4 separate regions of the Mus musculus genome follow, and all the other regions are linked to region 4. Evidence: chromatin contacts called from public HiChIP or PLAC-seq and promoter capture Hi-C data. All regions are on one chromosome and are shown on one strand. Each heading gives the region's core, a stretch centred on a gene start, on an enhancer-like site or on the middle of the called end of the contact. The rest is flanking DNA. Distances are from core to core; before and after follow the strand shown.

What was found. Promoter capture Hi-C pulls out the DNA fragments that hold promoters and counts their contacts. HiChIP or PLAC-seq counts read pairs in DNA pulled down with a chosen protein or histone mark.
Region 1: a contact with region 4 is called in a promoter capture Hi-C map of liver, with 4 times the contacts expected there. The contact joins the promoter of Igfbp4 here to the promoter of Ppp1r1b in region 4.
Region 2: a contact with region 4 is called in a FOXA1 HiChIP or PLAC-seq map of pancreatic cancer cells. The contact joins the promoter of Tns4 here to the promoter of Ppp1r1b in region 4. A contact is called at or near these places in 1 of 39 promoter capture datasets (liver) and 1 of 115 datasets of contacts at active chromatin or transcription factors (pancreatic cancer cells).
Region 3: a FOXA1 HiChIP or PLAC-seq map of pancreatic cancer cells shows a contact between it and region 4. The contact joins the promoter of Srcin1 here to the promoter of Ppp1r1b in region 4.

Annotation. Positions count from the first base shown.
Region 1 is chr11:99,039,758-99,042,931 of GRCm38.p6, forward strand. Igfbp4 (insulin-like growth factor binding protein 4) reads left to right here and starts at 1,487. Exons shown (of 4, transcript NM_010517.4): 1 at 1,487-2,088. The coding sequence starts at 1,740.
Region 2 is chr11:99,087,354-99,090,764 of GRCm38.p6, forward strand. It overlaps Tns4 (tensin 4), which reads right to left and starts at 1,953. Exons shown (of 13, transcript NM_172564.3): 1 at 1,886-1,953.
Region 3 is chr11:97,573,829-97,576,834 of GRCm38.p6, forward strand. Srcin1 (SRC kinase signaling inhibitor 1) reads right to left here and starts at 1,298. Exons shown (of 20, transcript NM_018873.2): 1 at 1,140-1,298. The coding sequence starts at 1,161.
Region 4 is chr11:98,346,645-98,350,033 of GRCm38.p6, forward strand. Ppp1r1b (protein phosphatase 1, regulatory inhibitor subunit 1B) reads left to right here and starts at 1,762. Exons shown (of 7, transcript NM_144828.2): 1 at 1,762-2,530. The coding sequence starts at 2,450.

The DNA of each region.
Region 1 (3,174 bases), core at 237-2,736, 690 kb after region 4:
AAACAAAAAACCCGCTGTCTTCCCCCAGGAGCTTCAAGAACCCGTTCTGTTCACTTTTCTCTATGGCAGATGAGACAGGAGAGACCCAACTTTATCCTTGCGATGGGACTGAGGGAAGGAATCCTATCACTTCAACCCTCCTGCAGTCTTAGAGGTTGCCAGTAGGTGCCGTCAGTTCGCAACTTTTTGATCAGTCTTCCAGGTCCGGGTCTTGGTGCCTTTCTCCCTCCAACCGCGCCAACAGTCTGCGGTGCAGAAAGTGGGAGGTGGCCTAATTCCTCCGAGGCTGAAAGACCCCGACTCTGGGACAAAGAACCGGAAGAGGTCTAGGAAATCTTTAGGTTGGTTGCTCCTTGGATGTTTAGCCCAACCCTTCCGGACCCCATCCACCCGCAAAATCCTTCGGTCCTCCGACTGTGCCTGGACAGACACAAGAAGCGAACTCCTTGGTTGGGGAGGATGAGGAGGCGTAGGGAGAAATGAAAAAGAAGGTGGTAGGAGGTGGGTCTCTCCTCCAAACGCGACTCTAGATCAATTCCCGTTTCCAACAGAATTGCTGCGAGGGGAAGGGATATATTTATCAATAATCCCTTTATCACCCAGGGGCAAAGTGGCGTCGGGAAAATTAAAAGGCCGCTTCTCTTTCTGGAAATCTTTGACTGCCATCTACTGGGAAACTGTTGCAGTAACTATGCAAACACACAATGAGTACATGAAGTGGAGCCCCCTGGAGTTGTTCGACTCACATCTTGTACAAAGCCAATGGCAGTCTCCTTCCAGAATCTAAGCAGGGCGGTAGAGGGAACAACATCTAGGAAGGAGGAAGAGGCTTGGCACTTTGTTCTGGAGTTCTGGAAGCAGAGTGCAGCAAGGCCCAAATGGAACCAGGGGCGGGGGTCAAGCGACAGGGGTTCAGGGGCAAGTGAGAAGACTGCCTATTAGCACCTTGAGGCCAGAACTCTCCTGGACCCTTTACAGAGTGCTTAGTCGCCTTGTCCCACTTTAGCGCGGTCTCTAGAGGTTGACTGGACATACCCGGGGGGTGGGTGGGGGTGACCGGAGGACTCTGGCCAGGGATGGGAACTGAACAAGAGAATCTTGAATCCGCTATGAGGTCAGGTTTTCTGTGGCAGCAGGAGGATCTCCTAGGTGTCTGGGAAGGACTCCTTCGAGGTCGAGGGAGGGGGGCAAAGCAACATCCCCTTCGTTTCCCCTCGCCCTGCTTCCTCTTCAGGGTCCAGCTCAGAGGCTCTCCGCGCGCAGGCCACCGCTTCCAAACTGCGTCGCTTTCTTCGGCGGGGCAAAGGACTTTCAGATGTTGTAGCGGTGGCGGCGACTCAGGCCAGCGCCCCCTCCCCCCTAACGGCCTCTTCTCCCGCTCCATTGCTCCAGTTCCCCCTCGCCCTCCCCTGCTCTCCCACCTCGGGGACGGCGCTGGGGGTGTGGCCAGGGGGCCGGTATAAAGTCCCGGGAGCCGGTCCCGGGCAGCCGCTCAGCCCCCTGCCCCCCGCCGCCTGCTGGGCCGGCCGAGGATGCAGCGCAGCGCCTCGGTGGCCAGGCTCGCTCTGCTCCAGCGTGCTTGCTAACTTCCCCGGCTCCGTCTCTGCCTGCCGGGGTCGCCCCGTGTCCCTGCGCCCTCCGGGTCTGGTTCTCTAAGCTCTCTGGGCGCTGCCTCCGGGTCCCTTGCAGCCCGCTCGCGAGCCCGCGCTCCCCTCCTGCGCCCCACCCTCGTCCTCGCCATGCTGCCCTTCGGCCTCGTGGCCGCCCTGCTGCTGGCCGCAGGGCCTCGGCCGAGCCTGGGCGACGAAGCCATCCACTGCCCCCCTTGCTCCGAGGAGAAGCTGGCGCGCTGCCGCCCCCCCGTGGGTTGCGAGGAGTTGGTGCGGGAGCCAGGCTGCGGTTGTTGCGCCACTTGCGCCCTGGGCTTGGGGATGCCCTGCGGGGTGTACACCCCACGCTGTGGCTCAGGCATGCGCTGCTACCCTCCCCGGGGGGTGGAGAAGCCCCTGCGTACATTGATGCACGGGCAAGGCGTGTGCACGGAGCTGTCGGAAATCGAAGCCATCCAGGAAAGCCTGCAGACCTCTGGTAAGGTACACCTACCTTCCCTCGGCCACATTTCCCAAACACCCTCCTCCCTGCAACTTAGTTCCCATTCTGGCTGGCCTGGAAGGCCCGTCAATGCCCCCTGTGAGTTGAGGAGAAGGGAGGTACGTGGCAGAGCTTAGAAACAGCCAAGAATGCTGGCATTTAATCCCAGCACCAGTTGCCACTGGTCGAGGGAAACCTACCCCACCTCTTCATCTCAAACCTCCTAAGTACTTCTTTGGGAAGAGGGGCCTTGGCCTCAGTGGTAAGCCTGGCTCCTGAGGTAAGTTAAATGACCTGATTCAGTTACATTTGTCATCTAGAGTTAGATGACTGCGATGATAAGGTGTGCGTGCGTGTGTGTGTGTGTGTGTGTGTGTGTGTGTGTGTACATGCACATGTGCATACGTGTGTGCATGTGTCTGTGGGGGGTGATAAGGATGGTGTGTGTGTACATGCGCATGTGCATACGTGTGTGCAAGTGTCTGTGGGGGTGATAAGGATGGTGTGCTTGTGCACGTTTGTGTGATAAGGATGGTATGTGTATTCGAGCGGGAGGCAGTGTGTGTGTGTGTGTGTGTGTGTGTGTGTGTGTGTGTGTTGGGACGGTTCCTTTCTGTTCCTGATCCAGAGCCTGATCCACACACCCAGTCTCAGGTGAGAGGTGTGAGGAGCCAGGGGCTGGGCCTTTCACTCATCACCCTGGGGTGAAGTGGGACATACAATTCAGAAGAACCTCTGGGGTAAAGAACATGCGACTTGGACTTCCCCCAAAGGCTCAGAAAGCAAAGGAAGAGAAGGCAGGGCTCTTTCTGCCAGGTTGGCACATCCAGGTTTCTTGCTCCTTCCTTCTGGCAGGTGCCATCTGAGGGGGTTGGAGGGAAATGCTGGTTGCTGGTCCCGAGTTGCAGACCCCTTGGGTATATGGGACTGAGAAGAGAGGAGGGCTAGACAGACAGATCTTGCATTTATTCCTTCTCCTTTGTCCACTTGTCGGTGGACCTTTCTCCGTTTCTTCTTGGAACCTTTCTCTTGTCCGTCTGCTATTTCCTGCCGTATCTCTCAACTTCCAGTTTCACCAAACAG
Region 2 (3,411 bases), core at 703-3,202, 740 kb after region 4:
AATGTGCTGCGTGAGGAACCATTCAACCATTCTGGAGTTGAGTTAGAAATTGGGGCTCATGGAGTATGACCTCCTCATTAGGGGTTTCCCAGGTACCAAGCACCCATCCAGGTGCCAGGCACTGGTCAACAATGCCTGGCAAGTCAACCTTCTCAAGGCCCTAGCCTCTGGTTGGTCTCAGTCCATTTTGCCCCTGAAGATACCGAGACTCACAGAAGTCAAGAAAGCACCAGGGGTTGGGGGTGGTGCACACACCTGTAATTGCAGCACTAGAGATGTACAGGCAGGAGGAGGAGCTACATAGCAAGTTCAAGGCTACCTTGAGATAGATGAGTCCCTGTCTCAATTCCCCCATCCCTCATCCCCCAACCAAGCAATCAAATAACCCACAAAACCCCAAGAGGCTTCATATTTGAGATTCAAATCTAGGCCTTGGACCGTTTGTAATCTTAACTCCTTCAGCTACACAGAGTTTAAAGGCAGAGGGGACACAGAGATAGGGCCATGGTATGCCTAATGACAAAAAGCCAGGCGTGTCTGGAACCCCCCCTGCCCCGCCCCAGGTGCCTATGGCTTTGTTATCAGACTTCTTGGCTGGGTCCTGGAAGCAGGGGGGGGGGGTTGGGTAGTGGTGGGGAACAAGAGGAGGGGGCGCTCATGCTGGTGTGGAGAAGTCATGTGGTGAATCAAATCTACAAATGGCAGTGGAATGGTGCTGGCCTCTGAGCGCCTTCCTTGGGGGCAGCCGAGGACACAGAGCCCAAGACACAGCTTTTCCCACAAAGTCTCCAAGAGTCCAAGGAGCCAGGCACAGCTGGCAGGATTCACTGCCAGGCCTAAAGAGGAAGCTGGGAGACTCCGAGCAGGGTGTACTTGAAGCTGAGCATTCCCCACGACCAGGACTCAAGGTGGCCCAGCCGCTGCCTTTGTGCATAAGGATACGTCCTTCTCTGAGCAGATCTCAGAGGTTTTATCTGTCTGATGGTGACTTGATAATTAACAGACCCTCACTCTTTTTCCCAACAGTTCTGATGGGGGAGTGCTGACAGGGCTGAGGGTCTTGCCCAGGCTACAAGTGTATGTCCTGAATCTCGTGGGAGGTACTCTTGTCTCTAAATGTCCCACAGGATCACCCTCTATTCTCTGTCTGGACCCAGCAGATACTGAACTTCAGGGAGAGATGCTGAGAACAGGAAACCCTTCTGCACCTTCTCATTTGACCTTCCCAAGTCACCCCTGGGCTCAGGCTCAGACTCTGTCTGCTCCTCTGAGATGTGGCTATACACTCCAGGGCCTCCCAGCCCTGCTCTACGTCTTAGAGAGGAGTGCCTGGGCTCAGATTGTATGTGTGTGTGTGTCTTAGGAAGGATTCCAGTTATCTCTGCCCTATTTACAGCTCCCTCCTACCTTCTCGTCTTCAGAATCTAACTCTTGTTCCTTTCACTTTCCCTCCTCAAAACTCTGGGGGGCAGGGAACTCCTGGGGCAGCTGGAAAGCCCTCATGGTCATCCTGGTTTACCTCATAGGAGCCCAGGTAGAGAAGGCAGAGGATGGAGTCCCAGTCTCCCCCCACCACACAAGCCCAGGATACCCATCATTTGAGCCTACTCCTTCCTCATTGTCCCTTGCCTCCCTAGAAGCCATGTGGCTTCACTTAGGGCAGCAGGCAGAGGACAGCCTCCTAGACTGGCTTAGTGCTCTGTTTAGGAGTTAGGAGACCTGGGTCTATCCAGGCTCTAATCTGATGTCCAAGATCCCAAGGCCAGCTTTTTCTTTCGTGGCCTTGGATTCTATTAGCTGTGCACCCGGGATGCAGACTTAGCTCTAGTTTAAGCTCAGACAGAACTAGGTTCCCCCAACCTCACCCAGTGAGTAAAACACCTACCTGCTCGTGGCCGCTGTTCCACTCAAGACTCTCAGGATTGAACTGTGCTGAGGCCAGGTAAACTGCAAGAGGAGGAGCCAGCAAACCTTACTCGCCTTAAAAATAGCCCGCCTTCTGCCCGCCCCGCTTCTCCCCTATGGCCCTACACGTGGCCTTGACAGTCGCTGGCCCCGCCCCAGAGGTGTCCTAACTGCTCAGGTGGGGCAGGAACAGGCTGGGAGAGGTGTGTGTTAGGGGTGGGGGATGCAAGCACCGGTTAGGGATGAGTAAGTGAGTGTGTGTGTGTGTGTGTGTGTGTGTGTGTGTGTGTAGGGGCCCCAAGCTCCTAACTTGGCCCTCCCGTGTACCGTGATGCCTAGACAGAGTTGTGCTGCCGCTGGCCTCCCTCTCACCTTATGTAGGAAGGAGGAAACAGTAGGTTGGCAGAGACAGTGAGAAGGGAGAGCTTGGGTCTTGGTAAAGGACGCTAGTGGGTAGGAAACCCTTCCCCAGACCTATGCTATGGCTCTGGATGCCTCTGTGAGGCTCACTCATGGTCTTTTCTTCCTTCTGTCCTGTTGTAAGGCCACCTCCAGCCTGGGAACAAGGCTTCTGGCCTAAGGGAAGAAGTGGAAGGCCCTGGAGGGCTCTGCCTAGGGCTTGATATCCTGCTTCTCAATGATTCACCCTCCTAGGAAGCTCTGCTAAGCATCCTCTCCTATTTCCATGTCTACGACTTCCTCCCTGCCAGGGGTTCCTTAGGATGCTGTTAGGGAATGTCCAGCCAGGGTGAGGGACACTCAGACCCCCATCTGAGCAGGTTGGAGGAAAGTGTTTTCAGCCTGATCTTGAGAGTGGGTGGCTCAGCATCTCCGTTGGGCTCTGCAGTCTACTTTCTGGATTGTTTCTGAAGACCCATGATGCGACAGTGCGCCTGCCACAGGAGGAAGCTAGGGTCAAGCGGTACAGGTAACATTGAAAGGCGTCCTCCGGTATTCATATGATGCAGCAGATGCCAGACTTGACGAATACCTAATGTATCCTTGAAGGAAGAAACTGGCTAGCTGCGGCAAGCTAAGGTGGACATGGTCTGTAGGCTTTAGCTTTATGGGCGAGTAGGAGGGAAGACTGCTGAGTTTCTTGGGTGGAAGGGTGGGCTACATGGAGGAGAAATGGCTCTGCCATTGGAGCTCCGTTGTTGCTTGCCCAGCGTGTAGGAAGCCCTAGATTTGATTTTTTTAAAAAAATTTTCTCTCTCTGCAGTTAACCATTTTTGGTTCACACTTAGCCACTTCCTCCAGCTTAACTAGCCCAGAACACTGATTTCAGTTTCAGCGGCCCATCTCTTCTCTCCACTCCCACTTTTGGACGCAGCCAGTATTGCCAACAGGATGACATACCTGTCTATGTTTGGTAGGACTGTCTTCCTCAGTCTGACGCCGTGATGGGTTCCCATCTTGCATCGGCATGCCTGGGGTAGATCTCCTTAGACTGCTTCATCTTTTTTGGATTTGATAATATTTTGGGGAAGAAGTTGGCTCCTGTGC
Region 3 (3,006 bases), core at 48-2,547, 770 kb before region 4:
CAACCTCCTCCCTGGGAGAACGGGCGCGACCCTCGGCGGTCCTCTCCCACCAGGCCAGGGCGAAGCGCCGGAGGCACTGCCAGGGCTGCATGGGGAGGCGTGGGGCTGGGGGCGCGCACCAGCAGCCACACACGCCCCACAGGGCCCTGCCAGCTGAGCTGCGGAGGCACCCGGCCGGCCCCCTCTACTGCCACCAGCATCCTGCTGCCCCCACCGACAGGACTCGGAGCTGGCCCAGGAGCTTCTGACGTAGCAGGGGGGTGCGTGGGAGGGGAGGGGGGGCCACGCGAGTCCCCTCCCCAGCCCCGCCCCTCTACTTTTCCAGCCCCCTGCAGTCCCCACCTCCACATCACCCCGGACGCCCTACCCAGCTGGGGGCGCCCTTCTTTACCCCTTGCGTCTGCAAGGGGAGGATTTAAGATCCAGAAGCCCCTCCCTCGATCCCTCCCTCTCCAGGGCCCTCCCTACCCACCACCCAGCAAGCCGGGAGCAGGTCCCCAGTTTCTGCAACTCCTGTGGAGGCTAGGAGGTCTCCAGGGCTAGGGCCTCGAGGTGCAGGGGGTGGGGTGTAGAATGCAGCTTTGTATCCTGGCAACACAACCAAACCCAGAGCGCTCTCAGTCCGCTGCTTCCCTGAGGGACTGGCACGAAGGGTCCAGCACTACCAGCCCAGCGCCTGCACCCCATTCTGAGAGCTGAGGCGGGATGTGGTTCTCTTGCATTCATCCCTTGTCCCTTCCCCCTTCAACAACCCTAGCTTCCACCTCGCATGGACCCCTCCCCTCCCCCCGACTCTCTTCGCCATCCCCCTTCACCCACCCCTCCCCCTTACATTGTAACCCCAGGTCCCCTCCCCCCGGGCACCGCGAGGCCCTTCCCGCCGGGTCCCCAGCTTCGCCGGCTCCAGACCCTCTCTGCTCCCTGCGCTCTCCCTCCCTGGCCCGTCCCAGCCCGGCGCGCAGCGGTACCCTGCCCCCCGTAACACCTGCGCCCAGAGCATCCCTCGCCCGGCCGGCCGCCGCCTCCCGGGCCCGGCCGCCGCCCCCGCCCCCGGCCGAGGGGAAAACACACAAAGAAAACAGAAATACCTTCCACTTAAGCATGGAGGCACATTAGGGAGGAGAGAGACAGGGACATGCCTTGGGACGGAGCGTTCCCCATCGGGCGGGGGCGCGGGGGGCGGGGGCCCCGGGCCGGCCTGCCTGGCGCTCGCCCTCTCGCCGCCTCGCGGGCTTCTCGCTCGGCCCCAGCCCCGGGGCGCGGTGCCAGGCGGGCGGGCCGGGGGCGCGGGCCCCGCCGGGGTGGACCAGCTTGGGAGGGCGCCGGCGGCCGGGCGTGTGGGTGCGCGCGCGCGCGGGCGTGTCACCGAGTGTGCGAGAGCGAGTGTGTGTGTGTGTGTCTCTGTGTGTGTGCGCGCGAGTGCGCGCGTGCGGCCGGCGCGGGTGTGTCACTGCGGGCGGGAGCGCGCACGATGCGGGCACGCGCGTGTGGCCGGATGGTACAAAGGGCCGCCGGGGGTGGCGGGGAGCGGGGGAAGGGAAGGGGCACTGCGCCTCCTCGCGCCCTCCAGCAGCACACCCGGATCCCGCAGCGCGCCGCCCGGACTAGGGTGCGGGGCGCGCTCACGCTCCTCCCCCCCCCCCAAACTCCACCTGCTTCCCCCACCCTCAGCGGTCCTCCTGCTGCGGTAGAGACAAATGCGTTGACCCCAGAGTGGCCTCGAAAGAGGCACCTGGGGAGGTGACTCTTTGGGTCTCCAAGCACCCTCAACGCTTTGGGACAAAAAATAAAAAAAGCACTTCGGGTTCGTTGAAGCAGGGCTTGAGGCTGGGGAGGGGACGAGAGAATCAGGGATCGCTCCAGCCAAGGTGACCTCGGAGCGCCACAGTCGTTCTACGCCTGGAGAGCCGAGACACCTACCCCCCCCCACCCCCAGTGCAGCGTACCCCTCTATGGTCGCGCCTCCTCACCTCTGCCCTTCCCCCTTCCTCAGCTACCACTGGGCCAGGGACCTGGCTCCCAGACGCCCCCTGCTGGACGTCCTCCTGGCCCCTACTTCGGATTCCTGCCCCTACCGCAGGCGTGAGCAGGTACTGCGTGAGATTGAAGAGACACTGATCCCTTCTGAAGTGGACCCCAAAGTAGGCCGTCACAGACTCTGTCTTTTCACGCCTCTTCTGGGGACACCTTTGCCATCTCCAAAGCAGCTTGTAGTGCGCCAGGAGGAGTGCCCCACCCTGGTTCACCTTACTGGGCCTACCTGCGGATGATACAAACTTCTCCATCTCCAGCTCGGACCCAGACACACGATGACCTTTGGAACTCAGGCTTCTCCCTGCTTCCTTCCCTCGGGTTCTGTGGCCAGTTCCCTCTCTCGGAAGCTTCTTTTCAAGAGAGGCAGGTGGGCTGAGCTTTCTGCCCGTTTTATTTACTCCTGGCATTCCCAAAGGCAGTTCAGATGGTCAAGAAAATGCCACCCAGTGCCTGCATCTCTTCCCTACAGGCCACCTGGCAGAATGACTGGCAGACCGGGCTCAGGAGAGGAGACCCCACCCCAAGTGGCCCAGATGACAAACCGGTTTCCCCACTTCTTGGTCTACCCAGTCCCAGCCTTAATCTGGGCTCTCCTACTTTTCTGCCCGCCCCTAGGCTTGCTTGCCTCTGAGCCAGTCCCGTGCCCAGCTAGGGGCAAGATCCCAACTGCCCCTTACAGATCAATGTCCAGTTCCACTAACTCAGGTGGCAGGGCAAGGCAGTGGGAGGGGACTCTCAGCTCCATTTGGTCATCTCAGGAGGGCAGCCAAGAGCTGTGTCCTGGACACAAGGTCTGGGCACACAACACTAAGCAGTTAAGACCCTGACTTCTCTTCTAGGCCAGCTGCTTCTCCCTCTGCCAACTGGATGGTGACCATCTTTTGGCCTCTGGGCACTCACTGGGCACCCTTCCAGCTCCCTACCTGGCTGCCTGCCCAAGATAGGCATCAGTACCCAGCGGGCCTTGTGCAC
Region 4 (3,389 bases), core at 512-3,011:
TTCTTTTTGCTCTCTCTGTGACCAATCCCCCCCACCCCCACCCTCCGTCCCTCCTAGCTCTGTGTTCCTCTGCTCTGTGTTTCCCTCCCTCCCTTTCATGTCTCTGGGGTTGAGGATCCAGAGGCATCACACCCGGGCAGAGCTGGACAAAGAACTGAAGATCACCCACTGTCCCCAAAAGTCCATCTTTTGGGAATAAATTGTGCTCCCATCTCCCTAGCACCATGGGGAGAATCCTTCCTGGTTGTTTAGGACAAACCAGTGGTTCCCAGAAATTTCTAATGGGCACTGAGGTACCATTGGGGGTCGCAGCCTCATCCCTGTCCTCTGCCTCCTTTACCCACCACATACCCTTTCACAGCGACCCCAGCGCAGGGGAACTCCAGCCTCCTACCCCCACTTTGACCTAAAGGCTGCCCAGCGACTCTCTTGATCCTCCCAACATAACAACAGGCTGGGTTTTGCCATTCCTCACCACACCCCATCTGGAAGAGGGGTCCTGGGCCAAGCTAGGAACTGGCAGAGATGCCCATGTCCAGGGACAGCACCCCAGAAAATATGTAAGTCAACAAACTGTGGCCAGGCCTAGGCTGGAGGACATGGAGCCTGTCCACCAGAACATCCTATTCCCAAGAGCAAAGCTTGGCCCCTGATGCGCTCTCTCTCTCTCTCTCTCTCTCTCTCTCTCTCTCTCTCTCTCTCTCTCTCTCTCTCTCTTCCCCCAGAGGGCACTGAGTCTGGGGCAGAACAGCATGCCCCTGACCTCATTTCCATAAGACTCCATTGGCCTCTCAGTCTACCCCTGGGGCCAGAGTGCCCGGCTAGGAGTGGAAAAGTTGCCTGTGGAGTTACGGGTGTGGTGGGGAGGGCTCCTGCTGTTCCTGGCCTAAGAGTGACCAGAAGAGAGGACAGCCAACACAAACAGAACCCCAGGAGGGCACAGACAGGCACAGGTCCACACACACACCCCTTCTGGGCACTACAGAGAGGCACTCAGTCCTCGCCAGCCTCAGAGAGGGTAGTGCCAGCTCCTGCGGAGAGACTCAAGGGCTTGGACAGATAAACAAGGGTACTTAACCCACAAAGTAGCCCCTCTTCTCCATCACACACACACACACACACACACACACACACCTCTGTAGAAGAGACTGGCACCTCAGAATGATCACACACCCCCAGCTCTGTTCCCCAACGCACCAAGCCCACACATGTGATAGCACGTGTACGGGGAAGGCAGCCCCCCAACCCTGCCCCTGGGCTGATTCTGTCCCCTCCCCCAGTAGCTGCGGAGAAAAGGCAAGAGACACGTGAATGCTGGGTACATTGTGGCAGGGACTCATTCCCCCCCCCCCCCGGAATTTGCTCTCACATTCACAGCCTCAAGCCCCTCTCCTGCATACCACCCCCCCCCCCGCAAGCTGGCACCCGCCTGCCCATCACCTTGACAGTCTCTGACATCCTCCTCCACACCCACACCCTCCCCCGCACACACGCAGTCCTCCCACACGCTGCCACTCACACCCGCATCTTTGACACTCTGACACACTTACATAGACTCACACGCTCACACCGCACCGACCCCCACCCTCCCCAGCTACAGCACTCCAGGCCTCTAGCATTCACTTGCACATACTCCCTACCACGATGATGACTGACAGGTGTCCTCCCACGCACACCTCTCTCACACTCGCTTTCTAGGACACCCCCATTCACAGCGTGACATGCTGGCACTCTCTTCTCGACCTCACGGGCCTCCCTTAAAAGTCCACGTCCCGAGGGGGGGTGGGCGAAGAGGTTAAAGCCAGAGTCCCGGCTGCAGCTGCCCCTGCCCCCTCCCCTTAGCGTCACCGCTGGACTTCATTAATAATACAACGCCGAGTTCTGGGGATACTGCAGGGGGCCCCCGGGCCGCTCCCCTAGCCCTGGCTCCCACTCCGCACCCTCCTCCCAGCCCGGGAGAACACGCTTCTCGATGCTCATTGGCCGCTTTCCCCTAAGCCCTCCCTCCAAACGCCTGGGCGCCAGTCCCTGGCAGAGAGGACGGGCTGGGACCCCAGGGTTGGGACCTGTGGGGTGCAGCCAGTAGCGGCAGAGGCGCGGAGAGGAAGAAGGCAGAGTGGGGGATAGACAGAAGCTGGTAGAGCAAGGCCGAGGGCAGCCCGCCGAGATAGCTCAGGCCGGCAGCCAGAGCCCCGCGCCCCAAACCGGTGGCGCGCAGCTAAGGCGCGGGGATCCTGAGCTCTGACCTGGGGACGCTGAGCCCGGCGCTGCAGGCGAGCCCCGCTGTTCAGTCCTCCCGACCGTCGCGCGTTCTCCTCGTGGAGCGCGGGATTTTCCTGGGTGCGGGGACAGTGCTCCTCCTCCTCCTCCGCGCAGCACGCGCCACCCGCAGCTCCGGACAGCCGAGCAGGGCTCAGCCAGACACCCCAAGAACGCTCAGCCGCCCGCCATGGACCCCAAGGACCGCAAGAAGATTCAGTTCTCTGTGCCCGCGCCCCCGAGCCAGCTCGACCCCCGACAGGTGGAGATGGTAAGGGGGCCGCGCCCCATCCACGTATCACCCCCAACACATATTCCCCCACCCCAGCACAGTCCGTCCCGTCCCATGTTGGATCCAGCCTGGACTGCAATGGGGCGCCCCACAGGACTGGAAGTTCGCCGGAGACTCCTAGCAACTTTTCTCCGGACCTTTAAGCCTATCTTGGGCGGGAGAATTCCTGCAGTGAGCGTCCGGAGACTATCAATCAGTTCTCGGGACTGCCCTTTTGGCTCTTATATAGCCCCGCTAGGCTAGTCATTTATTCCCCGCAGAGACCCCATCACCCTGGTGGTATCCCATGGACAGATACAAACAGCTCTGGCGTCTGAGGCTGTCACTTCAACCACTCATGGTCTAGAGGGCCACAGTCTCACCCTATAGGCCTAGTTGTTGGTGGTGGTGGGGTGTCCCCAGAACGTTATTCTGACTACTCTCTGCTCTCAAGACCTGGAACTGCAACCCCAGGGAGTGAGCTGACATCTCTTCCTTGAGGGTTGGGAGACCTACAAAGGTGTGAGGGAGAGTGTCGGAGGCAGAGGTCTGTTCTCCTCGACCTAGCAAGGACACTTGTTGCTGAGATGCCAATGGCTCTGAAGAGGGAGAGCAGTAAAAAGTGGGCAAAGCATGTCTTGGTCTTGGGGTGCTTGGTTGGGGTGGGCTGAAGCCTGGGCCTAAGCAGCCTTTGGCAGCAGCCGCTCCAGCCTCAATTACCTGGTCCTCTCTCTATTTCCCTGGAGCGTCAAGGGGACCTAATTAACTGACAGTTGGTCTGATTGCCAAGCTAGGGTGGCCAAGGAGAGCAATTTTACATTTTTTTTTCCCATGAGAACTGGGTGATAAATTCTACAGC